2 separate regions of the Urocitellus parryii genome follow, and region 1 is linked to region 2. A link is a contact called in public Hi-C data. All regions are on one chromosome and are shown on one strand. Each heading gives the region's core, a stretch centred on a gene start, on an enhancer-like site or on the middle of the called end of the contact. The rest is flanking DNA. Distances are from core to core; before and after follow the strand shown. Region 1 holds the start of Ccdc90b (coiled-coil domain containing 90B). Region 2 holds the start of Rab30 (RAB30, member RAS oncogene family).

Region 1 (2,700 bases), core at 186-2,685, 180 kb after region 2:
CTCTTAAAATGTTTAATTTTTAAATTTCATTTAAATATTAAGGTTATCTCTCAAAGTTTACAAAGATGAGATTTATCAGGGTTTGAAAACTGTTACCATCACAATGTGTATATATGTTCAACACCCAAACTATGTAATGGAAAACTTCCTGAATGATCCTGGCAGCTAAACAGCAAGCTTACAGATGGAGGATCAACAAGTACAGGTTTTTGACTGCAACTGGTGTCATTGTGTCAAAGGAAAAAACAAAACAAAAAAACAACACAACGTGGAGGTGGGAGAGATGTGTTTGTGTACTGTCTCAGTTAACCTAGTACAAAAGATTCACGAGGTGCACAGAGAATGCTAATGTTGGTATGAAGTGTCTACTTTGTGGAAAACCTTTTTAAAGAGTCAAAAAAATTGAAAAAGTTGGGAAAAAAAAAACACAACACACAACCCTGTAAATATTTATCAAAGTCAGATGTTCTTCAGGACACACTGCGAACAGAAGTACCAAATAGTTCTAAACTTGTTGGTGCCAGCTTTTATTTATTTTAATGGCTACTATGTGATTGTAAAGGACTGAACATGTACGTGTGCCAGATACGTGTGCGCGGTCTACCAAAAACTTAGGTTACAGACCAACAACTGAAGAGACTTATTTCTGAACGGGTCCTAAAAGAAATAAGGGTTTCCCCACACACAGATCACGTTTGCTCCAGACAGACCAACGAAATTACTGGCCTCATGTGACAGAAAAAAAGAAGAGCTCAGAAGAGGAAGGCGGCCACTTCCCAGTACTGTCTTACGCGTTCCAGTCCCCAGCGGTGAGCCAGGGCAGCGGGGTTGCCAGCGCCAGACATGGCAGGAGGAAGGCGTGGCACCCTTGCCTCCGGCTAACCCCAGCGGGCGCGACCCACCGGAATCATCTCTCTAGACAGTACTCTAGGCATCGTGGCACGATACCCCAGCTCACCTCTCCGCAGGGCCGGCGAGAAACGCCCGCGGGGAGTTGAAACCCAGTGGCCCCCGCTGCCTCCAGACCGCAGGAGCCGCCAAATGCAGCGACTCCTCATGTTCCAGAGATGTCCGGTAGGCCAGAAGAAGCGGAAAACCGGCTGGAGCTCGCTTAGGCTTTCGGGAATAGTTCTGGTACCGCAAGAATGCTGGGAAATGTAGTTTCCGGTCTGTCACGCCCTTCGGGTATTCGAACCTGGATCCCGCGAAGGGTGTTTTTTCCCCCAGTAGGACCTACAATCCACTAGCATAGTTCAGAGGCCCTACTTTTCCCATCACTTCGTCCCAACCTATGTATGCCTTCACCGCCCTAAGAAAACGGGATCTCGGAGAACATTCTGGCACCTGTTTTTTGACATCAAATATAATCCAACAGCAGTCTCCCCACATATGGGCGGCGGCCATTACGCCCTGCGGAATGGTGGCCGACCCAACTATCTAAATGCACAGCAGTCGGGGACCTGCAGTCGGCGGCCGCGAAGCGTTCTGGGGAATGCGTAGCACGTAGCCCACGCCACTGTCTGGGAAGCTTGGTTGTCCCGCTCGGGGCGCGTTCTTGCTGCTTCACGCCCTGCTGCTTCGCCCTCTGTAGCACTGGAGGACTAACTGTTTTAGACCGTGTGGTGCCTCTCCTCAGGAAAACGGATTTCCTCCGCTTTTCTTGGGTGGGCATAGTTTCCATTCTTTATCTCCCAGACCTCAGTTACTCCGGCCTTGCTTCATATGATAAAATGCTGAAAATAATGTACAGTAACTGTGTTCGGAGGCTTTAATATAGATCCTAAAATGGTTCACAATCTTTAGGATTTTAGCGATTAATTAGGTTACCTATGTTCAAAACTTCGCGAGGACTACTTAACAAGTACCAATCTAAGCCCTGTAGCATAATTAAAGAACAAAACTTTAATTCCGCCAGTACTTATTTTAACAGACAATTCATGGAGAGAGATATAAATAGCTCTTTTAAAAATTGGGTTTGGGGGCTGCGGTTGTGGCTCAGCGGTAGAGCGCTCGCCTAGCACTTATAAGGTGCTGGGTTCGATCCTCAGCACCACATAAAAATAAATAAAATATTGTCTCCAACTACAACTAAAAAATATATATATAAAAAATTGAGGTGTGCCCAAATCAAGATATGCTATTTTACCTATCATTTTTAAAAATGATAATCCTTAATGTGAGAAAATTATTATGAAATTAACATAATGTATGTTATTATATGACAATGATATATATGAAACTCTAAAGTAATACCAGAGTTTTATGTCTAAGAAGCTATCTTAAGAAAATAATCACGTATGTAAGGTATTATAAGATCATGAGTATTTTGATGTTATTTAGTCATAAAATTGGAAATAATCTATTAAAAATGATTCAATAACTCACAGAAATGTCTCAAGTTGATATTTATGCAGTCATCAAGTATTTTAAACTTAATGACAACATGGATTTATTGTCTTAGAGACAGCAAAATTGACACATTTTTTTACTTTCCATGGTGTTACAGCCCTGTACCCATTGCAAACTGAAAATAACATATCTTAAAATGCATTTAATACAGCTTCGGACTTAGAATAGTTTGATATATAATTTTGTGATTTGGTGGTGTAAAGGGATATGTATTCAATAGAAATATGCTTCACATTTCAAATTTTGATCTTTTCCTCAGTCTTAAAACATTCTGTAGAATACCCTTGTAAT
Region 2 (2,700 bases), core at 28-2,527:
ACCTCTTAAAAGACAGCCAACATCATACAAGCTCTGTATGCTTTTATTCCCCTATTAAATGTGTTAGTTTGTTTAAAAACAACCACTACCATCAAACTGAGCACAACACCACTATGCTCCTTGGCTTCCCTGGCCATGATCACTCTTCCTATCAGCAATGGCAAATGAAGGTTGATAACACTAACTTTCCCTTTCCCTAACGTGTTAAAATAAACCCGGGTTTCCCTAATCGATCCCGTCTGCAAACCGTTATTTGTGAGTGGTGACTGTGCCTCGGGAAACAGCAGCTCATTATGGTACCATTGTCAGTGGCAAGGAGCCTATTGCAATGTAATTTAAAACACTCACACAAGCACAAATCTGTCGGCTCCACTTCCAAACAATCCCGAATCCTGCAGTCAGGAGAACGGAGAACACTTTAAAATGCTGCTTCCAGCAGCCTAACAGAACCTTCCTCAGACACGTGAAATGTTTCTGACTAGCACGGAGTGCACCATTAAAGGACACTGTCACCTCAAATCAGCAGAAAAGGAGAGACAAACGGCATAGGCATACACACATAAAATAAAGCCCTACGAAACTTAAGCTGCTCAAAAAGAAACATACACCTCTTTAAAATGAATAGCGTGTGCTCGTCCAAGCGACATATAAATGTTCTAAAGTAGTGCGACCACATTAAATCACTGTCTCCATTTCTCCCCACGCATCACCCCTTCCCACTCAAACCTCAGCACTGTGACAGGACTGCAGTCCCCCACCTCTGCCCTCCTCTGATTTTCCAAGAGCACTTCCCAACATCCTTCCCAGCCCAGCCCCCTCTGCCAGCCTCAAAAGGTTGAGGGGAGTTGCGACGAGGGAATTGGCAGGCACCGGTCCTCTGGCGGGTGTACGTTACTGGAGTTCTTTGCAGTGACCCAAATTGCACAGAGCTTTTCCCTTAGCAGCGCCCGTGAGAACCTCCAATTCCCCCCGCCCCCATCTTCCCAAAAGAAAGCCTTAAGAACTAAGCGGGAGGAATAACTTGGGAGGACCATTTGAATAAATCACTTTAACTCACCTGGTTTGGGATTTTTCTCCCCACCCCAGGCATAAACAGAAATGATGTGGGAAAGAGTCACGCACGCAAGGGAAGGTACTGCGATGTCCTAAGTCCAAGGGCTGGAGTCGGTCCCTGCCCTAGTGCTGCTGCTACTCTGAGCTCAGCTGGAGCGAGCGGCAATCGCAAGCCCAGCAGCAGTAGGGGGGTGGATAGACCGTAGCACAATGAATGCAGTGGGGTTTTTGCAATGACATCATCCCTCTGTCCAAAGCGGCCCCAATAGCCATGCTCGGGAGAGGTGCATTCTGGGTATGGTAGTCTTCTTGCGTCCGGGAGAGACACCGAGTCTACCTCCGGAACTACAATGCCCAAAATGCGCCAAGGTCGGACGCGCCCGAGCGAGGGAGCGGAGGCGACTCGGCCGCCATGTTAGGAGTGCCGGGAGGACTCCACGGACCGGCGCGGAGGTTCAGGGAGCGCGGGATCCGAGTGGTGGTGCGGTGGGGACGGTGAGGTGGAGAGTAAGCCGATGGGAGAACCTTGGGCCCCGATCCGGTGGGGAGCCGGGTGGAAGCCGCCCTGGGGACTGATGTCCTGCGGGTCCAACTGGGGGTGGCATCTTTATGGAGGCCGAGTGAGCCTCCGCCTCACGGTCCTGCAGGGTTGCATGGAGCCCCACGCCTCCCGCCCCATTTTCTAAGGGATTGAAGGAGTTGTTTTACTTCTGGGAGTGGAGGCTCCCTTAGACTGGCTAGCAGGACCGTCGCGGTGGATGCCTCTGCTGAGGTGCTGGCGGCGACCCGCGCGCCTTTAGATGGAGAAGCCGGCTTCCACCCAAGGAGTTGGGAGAAACTTTGTCCTTATTTGTGTCTTCTTGCTATTTATTTGCAACAATCATGCCCCCTCTACTAGGTTTGGGCCTTCACTTATTTCTCATACGGAAGTGATTTGCAAAGGTCTTAAAAGAAACCGTTATTGGAAGGTACGGGATAGAAGGGAACATTGCTTTGGCCTTGAAGATGAGAAAAAAACATGGAGCAGCCTAAAGGAGAAACACCCAGTTGAACGACAACTCACTGACTGGAGAAAGCAGGGAGGTTGAAAGGGCATATTATTTATAGGCTTACCGAGGGCGGGTGAACTGATCCGGAGTAACACTGGTTCTTGGATAAACGAAGTGGATGCTAAGTTGATTAACATGGATTGCCGGTTTATTTTAAAAATTCATTTACTATGTGGTATTCCATACGTATGACTGCTTTAAGAACTTTTAAGTCATTTTGCCCAGTCTCTTAAATGAACTGTATTTTTTTTCCCAATTGTGTTACTAAAACAGAATTGTATGTTTGTTCTTTTCCAGAGTCTGTCTACACTATGGAAAGATGGGAAATTTCATTTCCTGCTGAGGGTGTCTCAAGGGTTAAAGAAAATGCTGTTATCTGTGCTTCCCCCACCCACTTCTCCCTTTTGCACTTTATTCTGAGAACAGAATTAACTGTGGCTTTGGGGGGTTAGTGGAGGTATGCACTATATCTCTATTAGGACGTAATAAAATTAGAGCAGATAGTTTCTCCTATTAAAAAAAAAAAGGCTAGTCAGAGTGATTTAAAATGACCAAAACAGGCAGAAACAGTCTTTCACGTGTATGCAGATGATAACTG

The links. A called contact is a pair of places that touch in the nucleus more often than the background predicts.
Region 1: a Hi-C map of liver shows a contact between it and region 2, with 4 times the contacts expected there. The contact joins the promoter of Ccdc90b here to the promoter of Rab30 in region 2. A contact is called at or near these places in 2 of 2 Hi-C or Micro-C datasets (liver and muscle).

The regions. Positions count from the first base shown.
Region 1 is chr4:73,280,745-73,283,444 of mUroPar1.hap1, forward strand. It overlaps Ccdc90b (coiled-coil domain containing 90B), which reads right to left and starts at 1,436. Exons shown (of 9, transcript XM_026384707.2): 1 at 959-1,436. The coding sequence starts at 1,058.
Region 2 is chr4:73,098,782-73,101,481 of mUroPar1.hap1, forward strand. It overlaps Rab30 (RAB30, member RAS oncogene family), which reads right to left and starts at 1,278. Exons shown (of 5, transcript XM_026384726.2): 1 at 1,058-1,278. LOC113179962 (a long non-coding RNA gene) reads left to right here and starts at 1,436. Exons shown (of 4, transcript XR_013343500.1): 1 at 1,436-1,560; 2 at 1,952-2,021; 3 at 2,400-2,559.